Regions from separate parts of the Hordeum vulgare genome. Here region 1 is linked to region 2. The links are chromatin contacts, called in public Hi-C maps. All regions are on one chromosome and are shown on one strand. The core of a region is the stretch at or near the end of the contact, and the rest is flanking DNA. Distances in the headings are between cores, read along the strand shown. Region 1 holds the start of LOC123448949 (pentatricopeptide repeat-containing protein At5g02830, chloroplastic). Region 2 holds the start of LOC123448948.

The links. A called contact is a pair of places that touch in the nucleus more often than the background predicts.
Region 1: a Hi-C map of seedling shows a contact between it and region 2, with 4 times the contacts expected there. The contact joins the promoter of LOC123448949 here to the promoter of LOC123448948 in region 2. A contact is called at or near these places in 4 of 6 Hi-C or Micro-C datasets (leaf and seedling) and 1 of 1 datasets of contacts at active chromatin or transcription factors (embryo).

Annotation. Positions count from the first base shown.
Region 1 is chr4H:459,037,503-459,041,586 of MorexV3_pseudomolecules_assembly, reverse strand. LOC123448949 (pentatricopeptide repeat-containing protein At5g02830, chloroplastic) reads right to left here and starts at 1,587. Exons shown (of 12, transcript XM_045126002.1): 1 at 846-1,587. The coding sequence starts at 1,440.
Region 2 is chr4H:458,672,549-458,676,895 of MorexV3_pseudomolecules_assembly, reverse strand. LOC123448948 reads left to right here and starts at 2,405. Exons shown (of 2, transcript XM_045126001.1): 1 at 2,405-2,641. The coding sequence starts at 2,536.

The sequences.
Region 1 (4,084 bases), core at 338-2,837, 370 kb before region 2:
GTAATCAGCAGAACAGTGAGTGCCACTCCAACTGTAATTCATAGCTAAATCGTACTTACATGTAACATGTGACTACAAAACACACAACCAACAGGCCTTAAGTCATATCATGTTTGCACTCGAGCATGGCAGAGAATATGTTCCTACCAAGTTCCTTAAAAGTTCAGGAAGTAACTAAAATAGGGCCAAATTAAAATACAAGGATAATTCTACATATACATAAAAAAGTATCCTCCTGCACACTGAACATTGGATGTGTGACTGCTAAATAAAACGAATAAATTGTACTACTTGAAGCGATGGGCAAATGTATATTATATGAAACTGATCAAGAAACATGATACAGTGCTAATGTTAGAATGACACCACAATGTCTTGTATGTTAACAAGTAGTATAATCATTCATATGACAGATATCACTATAAGAATCCAGCAGGATGCCGTGTAGAAATAACACCACCGTCTACAGGAATAACATCATGAACGAAAAATAGCAACAACCCCATGATTTAAGAACTCCTATTTGGCAAATAGAAATGGTACTTCCGAAACAAAACAGCTACTGACTACCATATCAAATGGTAATAAGTGCAGCGTGCTGATGTAACATCTGAACTCTACTAGTAGGTACAGTCTGTGCACGTTACTTTTTACTCTAGGAACTAAGAGCACTAAAGCATCTAACAGCAAAACCTAACAGTAACTGTGAAGTTACAGCATCTGCACAAACCAACTTTAAAAGCAGGGTAAAGGAGTGATGATTGGAGAGCACCAAATCCCGATTGGTGTACCACCAAGCTTGATGAAACACACAGGATAAGGAGGTTCGAGGCGACATTACTTACAAGCTAGGGCCTCGATGGCCTCCACAAACTCCGCCATGATGCGGTCGTCCAGCAGCTTCCGGCAGGCGGCTGCGATGGCGTCGGACGCATCAGCGTCGAGCATGACGGCGGCGTGGACGCCGATGCGGTCGGCGTCGCGGAGAAACTCGAGCACGTGGGGCAGGCCGTGCTCGCGGAGCGCGGCGACGACGCCGCGCGAAAGGAGGCGCCAGTTGATGCGGGCCGCGAATCCGGCATCGCCGGAGGCCGCGCGGAGGCCCTCTGCGGCGATGAGGAAGTCGCCGAGGCGGCCGGCGCCGGCGAGGTTGGAGGCGACGCGGGAATAGTAGTCGATGGCGGAGGGGTTGCTGCCGACGTCGGAGAGCAGCGGGAGGACCTTGCCCTTGGGGTTGGAGTTAGGATTGCCATTTGGTGTGGGGGTGGGAGTCGCGGACTGCAGACGGCCGACGTCGGAGAGGAGGGGGATGACCTTGGCCTTGGGATTGGGGTTGGGATTGGCACTGGGGGCGGAGATGGTGGTTGCCGACTGCAAGCGGCTGCGGCGGCGGCGCGGGGGAGGTGGTGGCTGTGGGGAGGAGGTCATGGCCATCCCCATGTTGACTGGCAAAGGCTGAGGAGCTGGGGGATTGGAGGTAGAAGAGCCAAGCCAGAGCAGTGCGACTTGGACGGTGGGGCTTTCATGGATGGCGCGGATATTTTCGTTCGGATAGGTGCCGTCCCCCGACTGCAATGCACGCCGGCCTCTGAACACAACTCTGAATGCAGGAAATCTATCAGTCTAGAGAAAGTTTTGTAGGGCAACTTCAACGCGGATCTGGCCTCCGAACACAACTCCAATATGCTGATCTATTTCGTCCGTCCTCCTCGTCCGTTTGGATCGGTACAAACAAAAGAAAAGACCCAACGCACCGACGCATTTACGGTACAAATTTGCGCTTAAATGCGTCGGCATGGACGCCACGCGCGTTATTTTGGTGTCCGTCGCGTCCCACCTGACGATCGTTCAACTACCCGTGATCTACCTAGTCAACTTAATTTATGACTTCGGGCCCACGCGTCAGCGACGACGGTCGTCATTTTTCAAGCCGACCGTGTGGCGGAGCCGTCCCCTGTGCCAGCCCTACGCCGACACTCATTGACCTCACGGTCCCCGAGGACGACGACGACGCCGCCTAGGGCATCGCGCCGCCTCATAGTTTAGTTTGTTTTTAAATTTTTTAAATGCAAATATGGACACGTGGACTCTTGCCGGCCTTCGTGGTCAGTTTTATGTTTAATTAATGTTGTTTTTATTTTAAATATGCATGTTTTTTTTCGCGTCGTCAAAATGGATCGGGCCAGTGTTGGACGCATGCGTTGACCCAAACGCGAAAGCGGACGTTCATGTCCGCCTGGCCAATCCAAATGGACAAAAGAACACATAAAATCGCCGTCCGTTTGGATCGGCGCGTTGAAGTTGCTTTAAATACAACAAATCTACTACCTCACGTCCTTTTCACTTTGCGTATAAGATTTGCTTGAAAGAAACATCATAAATTTGATCAACTTTATAGAAAAATATCAATATTTATAATACAAAATCAATACTCTGCTGTTCACTTTTATAAGACGATGGAGCCATTTCGGACAACAATCAAAACAGTTCAATGTGTGTTGTTTGAAACGTCTTATAAAAAAGGAGGAAGTATCATTATTAGATGTGTCAGGAATTAAAACTTTATATTATACAATTTTAGTATTGTTGATGTTACTATTTTTTTATAAATATGATCAAACTTTACGAAGCTTAACTTCAAATAAATTTTATAAGCAAAGTTAAAAAGTTGGGAGGGAGTACCAAACTAGGAAAAGTTTCATATGACAACTTTAACGTGGATCATCAAATCACTCTTCAATTTAGTGTTACGGGTCTTCGGCGTATTTAACAGAAAATTACCACATTGAGGATTTCGGTCCGATAGAACCACCACATTTTTACCATCAACAAAAATGTACCATATCAAGCTAATTGAGGCTGTGTTTGGTTCAGCTTTTGTTACCAACTTCTGTTTTGAAAAGCTAAAAGCTAACCAAAGGGGTAAATGTTCAAAGCAGCTTTTGAAAATCTGTAGCTTCTTTCTAGTGTAAATTTCAAAGTTGGGGTACCCCAACTTTCCAGCTTCCAGCTTTTACACAGCAGCTTTTCCACATCAACTTTTTCAGAATCTGTAACTCAACCAAACACAGCCTGAGTGGCAAAAACTATCACTTTAGGGTAGTGGCCATTTTGCTAATTTTAAACCAGATTATGACACATGTGGCCCACATGTCAGGGACACGTGGGCCTAACGCCAAACGGCACTCACCTGGTCGCCGTTAGACCCGCACGCTGTCGGATAAGGTCAAAGTGGCCGACTAGCTCTCCTCCACCCCTCCATCTCTCATTATCCCAAGCTCACCCACTCTCTTCCACGGGGCGGCGGCGGCCATGACGGCGGCGGCCATGACGACGGTGGCGAATTGTTTGGCGGCAAAGTGCTCATCGTGGATGGCGGCAGCATTGACAGGTTCTTTGAAGTGGATACCTAGTTAGGGACCGCCAGTTTTGCGGCGCATTAGCCTTCCCGGCCAGATTTATAGTCATCCCACAAACTGTTGCGGTCGTCGCTGGTGCCTCTACCTCCGACGATAGGAAGCACACCTAGAGGTTGGTGCAAGCTTGCTTGTCCTATGAACGGTGAGAAGTATGGTCAGCCCATTTGTCCTTGTCTTCTTGGTGGTGTTGAATTCGATAATTAGCGGGATATTTAGGTTACTAGTACACTTGTATGATCTATTAGTAGTTTTAACTACTTTTAGGGCATGTATGATCTATTCTGGTAGGTGTCGTCCCCCGTCTGCACTACATGCCGACCTCTGAACACAACACTAAATGCAGGAAATCTACCATACTAGGGAAAGTTTCAACCGCAACTACAACGCGGATCCGGCCTCCGAAGTCCGAACACAACTCTCATACCGAATGCAGCAAATCTACTACCTCACGATCCTTTTCACTCGGCATATAAGATTTGCGTGAAGTAAAAACATGGTAAATTTCGACCAACTTTTGAAAAATACCAACATTCACAATACAAAATCAATAACATTAGTAGTTGTGTTATGAATTTAATTTTCAAACTATACAATTTTAGTATTGTAGATGTTGCTTTTTTCTTATAAATATGATTAAACTTTATGAAGCCTGACGTCACACAAAT
Region 2 (4,347 bases), core at 1,156-3,655:
CCTATTAGTTCGATAAACCTTGGTTCTCAACTAAGGGAAATACTTACCCCTACTATATTGCTTCACCCTTCCTCTTCGGGGAAAACCCCAACACAACTCACAAGTAGCAGGAGGCTCTCCATCAACCTTGTTGCCTCCATGAGCATTTGTGAGTAGTTCCTTCAGGACCTAAGACTTCATAGTAGTATTTAGATGGTTCTCTCTCTCTCTCTCTCTCTCTCTCTTTGGATCTTCACTACCATGTTCCCCTTCTTTATTGTGTGATTGAGATGAATCAGAGTAATTTGTGGTGTGTAGTTGGGACATGATGAATTGTGAGTTCATGATCAGATTGTTCACTGAATCTATTTAAATCTGTTGAGATTTATTTGTTGTATAATTAGCTAGCTAGGCATGCCTTCTGATCTATTTGTCTTCTCTATCCAAGATTGATTGGTAGATCTTCAGAGGGAGTGGTGCATAGTAATGGGTTCAATCTTGTCGTGATTTCTATATCTCGGTGACAGAATGGGGAGAAGACACATATATGTATTGTTGCCAGTAAATAGAGAATGACATTTTAATATTATTGCTAGGTTCTTTCCCATCTACAATATGTCATCTTGCTTAAAGGGTTACTCTGTTTATTATGAACTTGATACTTTGAGATGCATGTTGGATAGCGATCTTGGCGTGGAGTAATAGTAGTAGATGCAGTTAGATTAATAGTCTACTTGTCACAGATGTAATGACTATATGAGATTATGCCATGAATGATCATAGTCATACTCGTTGCTACTCTTGTTAATTGTCTAACTGTAATTTGTTATCATGTCATTTGCCTTCTTTACGAGAGAGTTACCTTTAGTGAACCTATGTCCGTGGGGCCATTCTTCCATCAATACAAACTCCTACAAAATACATTCTCTTTTAATTTTGTTGCACCACTATCTATCTATTTCCTTTTAATATTGTAACTAGCAATACAAGGGGCTTGAAAAACCCCTTGCCAAGTTGGGTACAAGTATATATTGTTCGTGTTTGTGTGCAGTGATGGCCTGCAAGTGCACATGATTGTTGTAGCACTTGCGTGATAAGTGGGGTGTCAAACCCATAGGGAACTGATAGTAAAGACCACACACCCCGCAAATATGTTGTCACTTAATGCAGCCATGTGCACATCCAAACCGGAGTTAGAAATAGTCTACTCTATCAGTCGCTAGGAATCTAGATTAAAAGGTGTTTAACTAAAGTATTATCAAGAAGGTAAAAACAGAAAATAAATGACACTAAATTAGTAAGGACGGTGTTTGAGTGGTAAAGCGTTCCCTAGGGTTCCGACATCACTATCACTGATATGAACATAAGTTTGTGGAGCAGGTTACGAACCATGTTCTATTCTAACATAGACTTCATGCCACGTACACCACTACCTCAACGTCCCCAAGCAACAGGTTACCGCTATGATAATTAAGGGTTTCCCTGTGGACATAGCCTCTCAAACGGTTTTTCGTTAATCCCCTGTCAATTACAAGAACGGAGAATCAAGGCTTTTACTGTCACCTCGAATTACGTCAATATCCCCAGCCCTCACATCGACAATAATATACTTCACGACAACAAGACAGTAATGTGAGTGAGCCCTCCTCTCAACATTTGTGAAGGCTACTAAATCAAATCATGAACATAAGATATTGAATCATATGAAGTACCATAGAGGGTTCAACCATTTCCCTAAAACTAGTACAACTATTCAAACATAAGCATATCTCCCGGCTAGGTTAAAGCCACCACATATCAAGATAATATATAGAAACATAAAAAATATCATGCAACTCAGCAATAAAATCTATTTTAAACTCAGAGTGTGAGGAGCCATATACTACAACTAGAATTGGCAAACAAAACAATCAACCTTATTCTTAACATCGCAATGATATCAAATTATTCGTTAGAAAAAACAACCATCTTAAATAGATCTTTCCTAAGACCAACTAAAATGCCACCAACAGTTCTAAAGCAGGTAAAAAAGTGTCACGTAAAAGAATCGCTTCTATCATTGGCCTTGAGAAAACCCTCAGAAATGATATCATTTTTAGCTTCTTGAAAAAACGATAAAATCAGGGTTGGACTTAGGAATGGTGTGACGAGCAGAAGAAATCGCAAGAACAAATAATGGAGGTTTCAAATTTCAGAAACTTCTGCAGGTTGTTTCGAAGTGGAAAACAACTGCAGAACACAACAAATTAGGAGTACTAGCCATTTTTCTCGCAAAAAAAAAAAAGTAGTACTCCTACTAGCAATTTTCATTGCGTTGCCACGGGCCGGCTACCGTACCGGAGGCGTGCCGGTTCCGTCGTGCAGGGAGAGCCACACGGTTGCCATGTCGCCGTCCTCCTTGCGTCCACCCAAGCAGCCAGGCGACTCCAAGCGCTCTCTCAGCCACGCCTCCTCCTCCCCTCGCCCCGCCCCTCCCCTCCCCCACCGCGATAAGCAGAGACGCTGCGCGGGGAAAGGATCCTCCCTGATCGGTAGAATCTCCAACGGGGAGGGGCCATGGGGATACTACTGGTTTCCGGGAGATTCTTGGCTCGACGGCCTGCCCTCGCGCTCGCCCCTCGCTGCTCTCGAGGCTCCCCGGACAAGCGCGGCAGGGACGAAGGTATGAGCAGCACACTTTTCTACTAGCATCTTTTGAGTCTCGCCCTGCTCCCTCCTCCTTGTAGGTGTTTGACGAAATGCCGCTGCTAATTACTTGCTTGATTAACGGACTAGCGCTGCCCCTGTTTCACTGTTCTTGCTCTCTAGTGATGATGTTACCCTTCTAGATTATCATTGTATTAGCCCGATCACTGCATCTCAAATTCAACATGCTGCTGCTCACTTTACTCGTTCAGACCATGATCTGCTTACTGGATCATACAGTTTGCAGAACAGCGTGAACCCCTCATTTCATGTGCTAAGGTAGTAAGTTTTGAAGTGAAATGCAATGTTTGCTTCCTTTGTTTCAACCGAAAGGAGTGTTCTGTTCATGTGTGCACTCGCAGGTCACTGCATATTCACAACTTCATCTACAGCATAGATCGGCCTTAAGATTGTCATGTCGTTCGTGTTCTTCTATACAGGTAGTTTATTGATCCAGCAATAGGATCTCGCTTCGTCAGCATCTATTTAGCTCCTTTTTCAAACGAGTGACAGAGAACAATACTATATTGGTTTCTCCAAGAACACCAAACCTGCAGTTATGCTTGATTTCTCTGATCAAGTTGGTTCTGCTTCATCATTGGTCTTTGCCACGGCACAGCTTACCTTCACCGTAATCCGTACTAGGCATATCTTTTACCTAGTGCAAACGTGTGCCCCGATTTCAAGACGATCACAGTGGTTCTTCTTTCACAAAATTTTACATTGTCATATCTTTTCTTTGCAAAATCCATATGAACGAAATGTTAGTATCTTAGTTTTAAATATGCATGAAAAGTTATTCATCTTTTCACTGGTCAATACTGGATATTTGCCCTCGTTTGGTTATATATTTGATTTGATGGATAATGAGTGGTGGATTGTGAAGATCCTTTTTGAAGTTAGATTAAAAGGGTCCTTAGTTTCTTGTAATAGGTTACTGATAATATGTGCACCTTGTGATAGGTATTAATTTGGCATCAAAGGAGGATGTCAGATAGTAGACCACCACTTCCATGCAAGATTATTTGAAGTGGAACAGTAATCTATGATACCTTACCGTTATAAGATACTAATAGAACATTTCAATAAAAAGGTACTTTGTGGAACATTATGTAAAGGGAAATTGCTTTTGGCTCCCGAGCTCCATGGAGGCCTTTAAATTCAAACTTCAAATTTCATGAAAATTCGTATTTTTATATTTCAAAAAATTCTGAAAAAAAAATACATAGATATATGAAGGTATAATACACAAGTGTGTAAATTTTCAGAACAAAATATGTTGAAATGAGGGCTGTGCAAAAAAGACAAATCTGTAACTTTTTAATACATGTTACTATTCATCATTTCAGACCATGAATTTGTCTTTTTTGTACAGGTCACGTTTCAAAGTATTTCGACCTGAAATTTTACACACACACGGATCACATCCTTGTTTAGTTGTATATTTTTTTTCAGATTTTTTGAAACTAAATTTTTTGACTTATGATTTTTTTCAAAAATTTCGGCCTCCATGGCTCCCGGGAGCCAAACGTCCGTTCTCTATGTAAAGAGGTTTCACAACTAAATACAAAGAAACAAACATCAGAGTTAAAACACTAGCTGTTTGTTAGGCATTAAGGTTTTTTCCCTCTGCTCTATAAAGAAGACCAATTTATTGGAAAATTTCCCAGCACCAATCCTTGC